Linked DNA regions of Sus scrofa: region 1 is linked to region 2. Evidence: chromatin contacts called from public HiChIP or PLAC-seq data. All regions are on one chromosome and are shown on one strand. The core of a region is the stretch at or near the end of the contact, and the rest is flanking DNA. Distances in the headings are between cores, read along the strand shown. Region 1 has its middle 15 kb from the start of EIF4G2. Region 2 holds the start of ZBED5 (zinc finger BED domain-containing protein 5).

What was found. HiChIP or PLAC-seq counts read pairs in DNA pulled down with a chosen protein or histone mark.
Region 1: a contact with region 2 is called in an H3K27ac HiChIP or PLAC-seq map of skeletal muscle. The contact joins the enhancer-like site here to the promoter of ZBED5 in region 2. A contact is called at or near these places in 7 of 47 Hi-C or Micro-C datasets (alveolar macrophages, blood, heart right ventricle and 2 more) and 2 of 2 datasets of contacts at active chromatin or transcription factors (alveolar macrophages and skeletal muscle).

What each region holds. Positions count from the first base shown.
Region 1 is chr2:48,678,704-48,684,626 of Sscrofa11.1, forward strand. No RefSeq gene overlaps it. Among named protein-coding and RNA genes, the nearest start is that of EIF4G2, 15 kb to the left of the region's middle. Within about 2 kb of position 4,413, at least 23 of the 83 cell types and tissues checked have an H3K27ac peak or open chromatin away from gene starts, as enhancers often do. A contact at or near this core is called in alveolar macrophages and skeletal muscle, where this site is marked.
Region 2 is chr2:48,620,405-48,626,030 of Sscrofa11.1, forward strand. It overlaps ZBED5 (zinc finger BED domain-containing protein 5), which reads left to right and starts at 3,898. Exons shown (of 3, transcript XM_021083322.1): 1 at 3,898-4,808.

The DNA.
Region 1 (5,923 bases), core at 3,163-5,662, 59 kb after region 2:
ATGAAGAATTGATAGCTTTTGTTTTGAGGTGGCCTGTCTTAGAAATTTTATAATCAAGATCTTCATGATAAGACAGAAAATTCAAGTTGGTTATTGGATGTAACCAATACACAATTCCTGTAATCAAGGGTGGTGCTGAAAATCAGAAGTCTCAAATTTGGAAGGGCATAGCTAATGCATAGCAACAAACTTAGTGACATTTCTTTTTGTGCTCGTACTGAAATAATAAATGAACCAGGTTTGCAACCCTCCTGGTCAAGACAGGCCTAACTAATGATCATATCAGTCTCAGTAATTGTCCCTGCCCAGGAAGTTCCCCCTTGGAACCCCATAGTAGACCAGTAAAGCTGGTCCTTAATCTAACTGCAGCTCTGCATAGGCGTTTAAAATGTACTTTCAGGGAGTTCCTGTTGTGGCGCAGTGGAAATGAATCTGACTGGGAACCATGAGGTTGTGGGTTTGATGCCTGGCCTCGCTCAGTGGGTTAAGGATCTGGTGTTGCCGTGAGCTGTGGTGTAGGTCGCAGATGTGGCTCGGATCTGGCGTTAACTGTGGTGTAGGCCGGTGGCTACAGCTCTGATTAGACCCCTAGCCTGGGAACCTCAATATGCTGCAGTTGCAGCCCTAAAAAGACAATAAAAATGTACTTTGAGTAATCATTTGTGCAAACTCCCAACTCCCAGCTGACTAGCCCTAGGAATGTGACAATCCTAGGCAGGCTTTAAACTTGGATAGGGGCTCTTGAGGGAGTGGTGGGTGGTTGACCACTATTTGTGTCCAGTTGGAGCCAGAAGCTAGCTTTTCCTGTCTTCTAGCAGACCTCTTTGTTGAAGTCTCATTTATAGATTTGGTGGATATTGTTTAAGTACAGTTAAAGCTAAGCAGAGACTTGTGTAAATTGATGTGATAAAATAGAATTTCAGGAAGTTTACCAAGCTATAGAAATAATAAAGGAGCTGTGTCATTCCTGGCCCTCTGCCCAGCGCTCCCCAAGGGGGAAACATTTATAACCCAGCAAACATGGCCTGTTGTTGGGAGGTGGGTCTTGTTTTTAGTTTATAGCCAGAATTCTAACAATTTAGCTAGAGAAAGGGCCAAAAAAAGCCTCAGAGTCAGACTTGATGTGCAGTCGTTTTTTAACAGAAGTTAGACTTTTATTCTCCCTCCACCCTTAAAAGAACAGTTCACGCCCAATCTTGTCCCAGAAACACTGAACAATTATTGTATAACCTACCATGCTGTGGATGACAATGCTTTTAATATCAGCATACAAAACCAGTGACTTGTCTAAAAAAAATAAGATTCTGCAACTTGCCCCAATTTTGGCTTTCCTTCGCATAGAGCAAAATAGGTGGTCTTCATTTTGCCAACTCCCCCATTCTCACACTTGAGTCCTACACCAGACCTCAAGATTATTGGTAACTAGTGCTATCTGTACCCATAGGCTTTCATCATCTTGGAGGCAGCATTTGAATAGTACATCATTCCTTGAGACTTCACTTTTCAGAACATCTCTTTTTTTTCTTCACCCTGTTCCTTAGTCTTCAGTGGCAAACACCTGATGTCAAACCCTACGTCCAGTTCATCAAATCTTGATTTTTTTTTCCCTTCAAAACATGAGAAGTACGACAACCTGCTTCATCTAGGACTTTTCTTCCCTAGCTAGATACATGCCAGCCCTAGCTGGGTTCCCTTATTCTCCTGGCCTTTTCAATCCAGCAGCCAGAGGAATAGGAATCTTAAAACCAACTGCTTAGCATAAGATCCACCAGATGGCTTGCATCAAGATTTTTTAAGTCAAAATACTTAAGTTTGGTCCACAGAGCCCCATGTCTGATGTAGTCACCTCTCCCTGCCCTTACCTCATACCCTATTTCCTGCTGCCTGCCTTTGTTCATACTAATAGCTCCCTGGCTTGAGGCTCCTCAGAACCTACTACGCCTTGGTGGTTTTCTGTCCCTGCTTCCCTCTGGATGACTGGCTCTTCCCCTGTTACATCTGGGCCCAAACACCACCATTGGTAAGGTCCCCACTGTTGACCCTATTTTAAAATGTAATTTCTGAACACGTTCCTCTTCCTCTGGCCTGCTGCTGTAGCTATCACCATGTCCACGTCACCTAGTAGTGACAGGCTGTGTGTTTGTATCCAATTCCCTTCAGAGTGTGAGGAGCATGACATTTGTGGCTGTTTTCTCTCACTGCTGTATCCACAGCACCTAGAACAGTGCCTAGAATGTGTAAGTGCTCAAGTATTGAACCACATCACAAATAAGTTTGTGGCAGGACCTGGACATAGAAGAAGGAAAGAGAAGTGGAAAGAACTCTGATCTAGAGTTCATTCCTCTCACTTGGCAAGGTCATCTTAGGCAAGATATTTCGTTTCTCCAAGTCTCAATTGGTTTTGGAAACGTGGCTGATGTATGAGGATTGCCACAAGAACTAAAGGTGGTACATGGGCAGTTACTAGCAGGGAGCTTCACAGCTAGTCCTTCAATGTGTGTGTGAATGTCTGACCTCAGTGGCTTTTCCAAGACTTGTCACCGTGAGAACTTCGAGCCTGCGCTTCCAATCACCAGCCAAGTCCATTGGGCATTTCTCAATGCTTTTTTTTCTTGTCAAAAGCTTTCAGCAGTTTACTGTTCTAATTTCCTCTCAGGCATCTCCTTGGTCTCCTAGTAAGGCTCTCTTGTAGCCTCGTTCATGAGCTGTTCTGCTTTCCTTCCTTGACACTGTCACCCCAGTTACCACCTGTGCTGCTGACATCTCTCTTTTCAGAACATCAAACTTTACATCCAACCAGCCCCTGGAATGAGTGTAATGTACCACAAGCACTTCAAACTCAACATGTCCATCACTAAACTCCCAAACCAACATTTCCTCTTCAGGGTTCCAAACCAAAAAGCCTGTGCACTTCTTTATCTTCCTCTTACTCTCCACCAATTCACCATGTGTTATCTTCCATCATGGCTCTTGAAGCCCTTCTCTCCATGTTTCATCACTGCACCACCCTGGTCCAAGCACCATCGTCTCATGCCTGAGTGACCACCATAGGTTTCCACATGGTCTCCCTGCCTTTCCTCTTGCTCTTGCTCATTCTCCACATTGCCATCAGAGCAGTCTTCTATAAAAGTCTGATCCTTCCTCTGCCCTTCAGGAGCTCCCAGTTTTCTTCAGACTAAGATGCAATTCTTAATCTAACAGTCAAGGCCCCAAGTCATCTACTGTGTGCCCCCTTTTACATTCTTTTTATTTTCAGGCCTTTGCACAGGCTGTTCCTCTGCCTGGAATATTGCTGTTCTTAGTGTTAAACCCACCTCTCTGTGCCCTTCATCTAGCTTATTTATTCTTCCTCATCCTGTGCCTGAATGTCCCATGTTGGAAAACCTACATTTTTCTGCCAAGGCTGTGAGGGTTCTTCACTACAAAGAACAAATTAAGCCAAAAGGGAATTTTGGAGCTTGGGGGATCCACAGAAAGCACAGAGAACCATTTTTAAAAATGAATGGGGAGTTCCCGTCGGGGCACAGAGGAAATGAATCCGACTAGGAACCATGAGGTTGCGGGTTCAATCCCGGACCTTGATCAGTGGGTTAAGGATCTGGCGTTGCCGTGAGCTGTGGTATAGGTCACAGATGCAGGTCAGATCCTTTGTGGCTGTGGCTGTAGTGTAGGCTAGCAGTTCAGCTCTGATGCGACCCTTAGCCTGGGAACTCCCATACACTGAGGTGTGGCCCTAAAAAGCAAAAAAATAAAAAATCCTTGACTTTTTCCTCAGTTGTGGCTGTCCCGGCCTTAAGATTTCCCAGTGCCTCCAATTTAATTACAAAGCACCCAGTTCACCAGACATTAGTCATTCATTTGTACGTACACAAGTGAGCACCTCATCTGTGCCAGCGCCATCTCAACCCTCAGGGAGCCCACTGTCCAGCGGGGGAGCAGACAGGACCAGAACCCGTGGCCCTGGGGCAGGTGGACACACTGAGATGGGAGCAAGGAGCCACCTGAACTGAGAGGAGGAAACATCCTGGAAGAAGTTGAGACTTTTAAGAGTCACTTTCCTGGCAAACATTTGAGGGAGGGCTTTCCAGGCACAGGCAGGGAACCCAATTCCGCCTTCCTCTTGGCTCCACAGAGCTTATGTCTCCAACTCTACAGCAGGACGAAGTCCATGCGACCCTTCTGAATGAGGGTTCATCCTGCAGCTGCTGGAGGACAGCAGCTGTGCAGCGGGGCCAGGAGGATAGGGAGTCAGAAAGCTCTTTCCCACTGATCTCAATAGAATTTGAGACAGCCTTCCTAGTAGCAGCCTCCAGAGAGAGCCAGGGTTCTCCTGAAAGGGACTTCTGAGCACAGAGCAGAGAGGAGCAGCAAGAGGACACTGAAGTCACACACGCTGCCCAGACCGCAGGCTGTCCTCCCAGCCTCCCTACCTGGACTTAGTCCAGGAGGTTGGCCAAGGACAAGGCCACCCATTAGGCCTTGGATGGGATGCTGTCTCTCTAGCACCCTCTGCTGGCTCCCAGGAGAAGATCCCTTTGGCCCAAGGATACAAGTGTCCTTGTCCCATAGAAAGGCAGCAAGGACCTATTGAACATGCTGATCAATGGGAAAAGGGACAGTGAGAGTTTTGGCATCATCTGTGAATGATGCAATGATGTTGACTGATAAGCAGAGAATCCTTGGGCTGCTCAGGTCTGCATGGGACATGCTGAGTCACAGACCAGAGCCTGCAGAGCCAGCTCCCTCAGTAATTATTTCCATGAGCTTAGGCCAATCGCTTTACCTCTCTGGGTTTCATTTGCCTTATCTGTGAAATAACTTGGTTTGTCCATGTCCTAGAGTCGCTGCAAGGAGCCAGATCGACACATAATGAAAAACAGCGTTGGATAGGTGTGGGATTGCTCTACAAGTCCATTCAGCTCATAAATATTTATTAAGTCCCAACTATGTGCCAGGCACTACTCCAGTGAATGAGACAAAGCCTCCTTTTGGAGCAAACAATCTGGGTGACAGAGAATAAGCATATATACAGTGTCAGTAGTAGAAAGTGCTCATAGAGAAATCAACAGAACAAGAGATGAGGAGTGCTGTGAATGCCACTTGAAATAGGGTATTCAGGGAAGGTCTTAAGAAGTGACCTTTGAGCAAAGATCTAAATAAAGCGAGGGAATGAACTAAGCAGATATGTGGAAGAAGACGGGAAGCAAAGCCAATGGCCAAGATGGGAACACACGTGGAGTGCCTGAGGGTCAACACAGGAGTCAGGGCGGCTGAACAAAGAGGCGCCTGAGGCTGGAGGGGCAGGCAGGGGAGACACGTAGTTGGACATAGTAATGACTTTGGTTTTTATTCTAAAGGTAATGGACGCCCTTTGGAGAATTACTATTATTATTAATGATATCAATAACTCATTAATACTCCAGTGCTATACTACGGCACAGCATATCATTATTCTAGCTAACATTTCTCAAGAAATTTAGTATATATTCTCAAGCATTTAGTATATGCCAGGCTGGACTAGGTACATCGATCATTCCAGTTTCCCAGGCGCCTTGAGGCAGGTACATTGCCATCTCTATTTTATCGATGAGGCTCAGTGAAATTGAGCATCTTGCCCAAGATCTTTCATTTGTTCATTGAGTGGTTGGGGCACCTTCTACATGCTCTTTGGAAGGGCTAGGACAGAGTTTTAAGTCACAAGGCTGTGATTCTTACCCGGCACTCAACCCAAGAGCCAGCCCTCATCACTAAGATATACCGCTGTGCATTAAGGGGTCAAAGAGGAGGAAAGGAAGGGAGAGACACGTCCCAGCAGCAATGACCCCCTCCATCCTGGGGGTGTGCAATCAAAGCCAGATGAGCCCATGAGGGCAGAGGCGTGCTTCTGAGCCTCGGACCTAGGACCTGAGGTGAGGAGCTGGAA
Region 2 (5,626 bases), core at 2,648-5,147:
TTACAGGTGGTTGCAAGGAAAGGAGGGGCAAAGGAATTTCTTTGGTACTACTTGAATCTTTGAACTTCATGCTGTATTACTGGGATAAAAATTACAATTAAAACATCATAAATAGGAGTTCTTGTTGTGGCTCAGTGGTAACAAACCTATCATCCATGAGGACGTGCTACTGTGGCTGTGGTGTAGGCTGGCAGCTGTAGCTCCCATTAGACCCCTTGCCTGGGAACTTCCATATGCTGTGGGTGCAGCCCTAAAAAGCAAAAATCAAAACAAAAATAAACAAAAAATACCATAAGTAACCCCATGCCCTAGCATTCCATTCAACAACAAAATGAATATCCCAAACTTGAGCATTTAAGCCAGAACAACTAACCTATACATCACATGACCACTGAAAAGAGGAAGCTCCAGACAACAGGTCTTCCTTGCTCCACTTCCCACCTACCACCTCCGCTGCCATAAAATTTAAAGAGTTTGGGGTTTTTTTTGTTGTTTTTTTTTTTTTTTTTTTTTTTTTTTTGTCTTTTTAGAGTTGCACCACGGCATTTGGAGATTCCCAGGCTAGGGGTGGAATCAGAGCCACAGCCACAGCCACAGCCACGCCAGATCCAAGTGGTGTCTACGACCTACACCACAGCTCATAGCAACACCAGATCCTCAACCCCCTGAGCAAGGCCAGGGATCAAACCAGCATCCTCATGGATACTAGTCAGATGCGATTCTGCTGAGCCATGATGGGAACTCCAAAAAAGATTTAAAAATCAAAACCAGTTTAGTGAGAGCATTGAATGCCAAGCCAAGGAGTTAATCACCCCAACAAAGTAGATAGCTTTGAGTAAGGGGTTGACTTTAATGTGTGTAGAGTATTTATCTGTATGCAGGATAGATTTGATAGAGATTGGCAATAGTCAGGAGATTGATTAAGACAGTACTAACAGATCCTGGACAAAATCGATGGCAATGGAATTAGGTTGGACAAAGACATACAATAGTGGAGGACTTTGAGGTAGCTGATCAAATATGAGGGTCAAGGAAGCAAATTTAGTGTGTATATTCCAGTTTTCCAGAATTCATTCCTTTGGGAGATGGTCCCTCACCCATTGCATGAGATTCTTGTGGTGAATTAGAGTAAACTCATATTCTCCAAACTAAAGGATATATGTGTCCCAAGTTGACCACACTGAATACTCCTTCCCTTGACAATGTGTTTGGCTCAAGCATATCCCAGACTACATAAAAGACCTTTCTGGGAAGCTTTCTTCCAAGGCTATTGGGGAAGAGCCCCATGAGTTCTGGGGATGCCAGAAGCCATTATGTGCCATGTAGAGAGGGCCTATCAAGACAGAGAGTTAAACAGAGCCCTGACAACATCATTGGAGTCACTGAACCCATCCGTACTTCTTAGTAATATGAGTCAAGAAATTAACTTGGACTTCTATCACTTTCACTTATTCTCTGTGAGAGACTATATTCATTTATTTACATTATATATACATAGCACTTTATATATAAATATATATAACCACTTTCACTTATTCTCTGTGATTTAATTTGCAAGCTTAACAAACTAAATATTTCTTGATATTTAGCATCCCTTCCATACTCCATTAATTAAATTTTCTTAGATATTTCAAACTACAATTACAAATGTAATGTATCTAACATCTAGCCAGTGGAATTTCATAATCACTTACCTAACTCTTAGAAATCTAATACTGATAAATCAATCTCATACCTGTCACAAAATTCTCTTAAATGTTTCACACATCTTTTCTCCAGTTTTATTGAGATAAAATTGACATACAGCACTACATAAGTTTAAGGTGTATGGCATAATGATTTAATTTACATACATCACGAAGTGATTAGCACAAGTTTAGTCAACATCCATCATCTCATACAGATGCAAAATTAAATAGGAAAAAAACTATTTTATGATGAGAGCTCAGGATTTACTTTCTTAACTTTCATATATAATATACAGCAGTGTTAATTATATTTATTATACTATATACCACATTCCTAGTAATTACTTATCTTTTTTTTTTTTTTTTTTTTTTTTTGGTTGTGGCATGCAACACCTTGACGTGGGATCTCAGTTCCCAAACCAGAGATTGAACCAGGCCACTGCCATGAAAGTGCCAAATCCTATCCACTAGACCACCAGGGAGCTCCCAATTATTTATCTTTTAACTGGAAGTTTGTACCTTTTGACTGCCTTCATCCAATTCTCCCATGCCACCCACCCACTCACCCTCACCTATAGATCTTAAAAGTTCACAAAGCACACCTCACCATAGTGATTATTAACTTTTACAGAAATAATGAAGTGTATTAATTTACCATCTTCATATTAAAGGTGACACATTGTGGCAGGCATGGAGATAGGCCACTCAGATCCTTCTTCAAGAAAGGACTTGCTGCCCTGTTCAGGGGCAGATGGTGTGATCAGTAGATGGCCTCCAGCTGTCAGTTCATTCAGGGTCTGCCTTAGCTGCAATCCTGCCCTTTCTGGGCATTTACTATCTGAGGGAGGAAGGAGTATAGAGAGGGTGGGAGTGGGACACTGACTCCAGAGCTCCCTCTCTCACCATCTGCTTCTGGCAAGTTTAACTGCAATGCAAACTAACCCTCCCAACCAATGTGAACGGAATTGCCATCTCAGACCTCTTTCAGCAACTAAGGCTGCAAATTTGGGATATCAGTCAAAATACTTGTTACTACTTCCAGTGATGATTTTACTTGAGCTCCAGGTAACTAATTGAGTTTCTTTTTAATGGTGAAGCTCTACTTGCTTTTACCCAATATATTACCGTAATCTTATTTGAAATTGTTTTATGCACGTACACACTCTACCCAGACACACATGGCTTGTAGTTCCCACAACCACATTGCACCTAATCTTGGCTCTGCCGTTAATTAGCTGTGGGAACTTGGGCAATTTATTTACCAATCTGTGCTCAATTTCCTTACCTGTAAAACAGGCATAGTCATCTGATAGGTTTGTGAAGAGTAAAGGAGCTAGTACACTTAAACATGTGCAGCTAGAAACAGCTGCTGCCGATAACTGTGTATTCAATAAATTATTATCATTATTGGTCCAAATTCTACATTGTCTATATATTTTCTTGCCTGTTTCAGCAACAAACATTCTATAGTAATTTATTGACTAAGTAATTACATAAAAAGTTCTTTATGTTTCAACCCCTTAATTATCAGATTCTTCAAATTTTAGGACATAGGTTAAACCCTAGACTTGACTTCAGTTGAATTTGTTATCATCTGTTTTGGATGTTTCCAACTCATGAAGATGTAAACCAGATGTGTGAAGATTAAATTGGGAGCATACATGCAAAAGCTTTTCTGAAATATAAAACATGAAAAATGTGCAATATTATTCCACTACTACTGTGATTCTAGAAAACTCCTACAATTACAAAATTCTTTGCTCTTCAAATAAAATTGCACCCCCTCCCCAAAATGATTTCCCCCTTGGTGGTTAAAGCTCAAATGAAGCTGATTCAACAGGAATAATTTTAAAATAATAAGACACATGATAGCCTACCATGGGCAAAGATCTGAAGATGTTGAACTGACTTTAAAACATTTAGGGCTGAATGTTGGCATCATTTTCAGTCGTAGGAAATTGTCTATTTCAGTCCTCCAGACAAATTGTTATAAAAGGTTAGACTTCTTTCAAAACCTAAGAAATTTATTCGCATATCAAAGAAGCATATCTAAGAAAGCAAACGCTGCCCTTGCTTTTGACCACAGGTTGGGAATTTTCTGTCATTGGTACAGTGCCTGCAACGATGATCCAATTTTCATTTGGTTATTTCCACGGGCCCTCCAAAAGCTAAAATACTGCAAACAATGGGACCCACTGTTTAATGTACTTTAACAAAATCCTTCCAAGTAATGTGCATATTTTAAGATGCCAGTTTGGAAAAATAGACTATAGGTCGCCACGACGGATCTCACACAAAATGGAATAATGGACTACAGAGCCCGAGGCCTTCTGCTGCGTTGTTTTTAAATACAGAGGAGGGGCGTAGAAAACTAGGCTTAAAGCATCCGAACGCTGTAGCAAGCAGAGTATTCCAAAGCTCTATGCGTTCCTCCCGCGAGGGTGCCACTTGCGGGGGGCGCAAAGACACAGCAAGCGGACTCTTTCCCGCTGACACTGCGGAGATGCCGCTATCCCTACAAATTCCTACACCCGGCTCCCCGACCCCACCTATGGTCACCCAAGAGCTGCGCCCCGGCAACCTCTGGCTCAGCTCCCAGCTCGGCCCCCTAGGGGCCCCCGACACGCCAGCGTCGGGGAGGGGCGGGGAAGGGAGAGGGCGTTTTCTGCCTGGATTCCAGTGGGAAAACAAGAAAAAGAGGAGGCGGTTGCGCAACCTCGGCCCGGGGTGCGGCTCAGGGAACAAAGAGCGAAATCCCCAGCAGTTGAGGCTTTGCGAATCCACCCAAATCAACGCCGCCAGGGCAGAGCCCCAGTGCTTATGGGCACGCAGATTTCTCGAGGCCAGTCCAGCCCTACAGCATCACAAATGCTCTTTACTCTGCATTGTAACGAGCGCCCAGACTGCCTCGAGCCCGGGGAAGTTTGAAAACAATCGCTTCACGTCGGGTATTTGTTCAGCTACTGCAAGCGCACGAATCCAGCGCGGCGGCGACTGCTAGGCCGCGCCTCAACCGAGCTTGGTCCTTTCCTTTGGTCCCGCCCCTCTGCTCAGCGCGGATTGGTGGCGAGGAGCAATTCCGCTGCTGATTGGTCGGCTACGGAGTCGCTCGTGGAGACTGTAAGTTCGGGTGCCCGCGGAGTGCTAAATTTATCTTCAGACAAGCGACCGCGCCAGCCGCGAATCGGATCCCTATGGAGGTGGCATAGGCGATATCCCAGAGCTGAGAGCATCACCCGGCCCCCGAATCCTTCTTTCCTCTATTTTGTTTTTCATTTTCCCTCCTCCTCCCTCTCCCCTTACCCTTTCCCCTTCCAGTCCGCGACGACTGGCTCTTGACCCTGTTCAGGCCTCTGTGAAGGTGAGGACCAGGGCCGCCGCGGCGGCTGAGCGGTGCGCTCTGAAATGGCCGCTGCCATGAGCTTCGTAAAATGGCGGCCGCGGGCTCAGCTGGGGGCCGCGGCGCTGCGCTGCACTGCAGCCCAGCCGCAGCCGAGACCGTTCTTTCCATCACTGATGGAGATGAAGGAGAAAGATAGTGTCGGGTGCTGAGACGTTTTCCTGTGGGTGTTAGCTGAGGCGACCGCCCGGGGACGCGAGAGGAGTTCCGTGAGCGAGGGTGGACTAAGACAGGAAGCCAGCCCCCAGCTGTGGCGGGCAGCGCGCACCAGTGACAAGGAGCCGAGGGATAGCTGGTCCCGGGCTGCACATCGAGGTGACCGTTTAAAAAAATCATTGAGGTGCAGAGCGGGGTGTCCGTGCCCACCTCCCGCCTAGGCTTTATGAATGGACTACCCGCCCTCCGTCTCCCAAGGGTATTGTTCAAAGCCGAAACCGACTGAGGGTGGGGGTGAATACCTGTCACTTTAATCGGAAGAGACAAAAAACGAGCCCCCCCCCCATACTCCGCTTTTCAGGGAGTCAAGTAGAAACTTTGG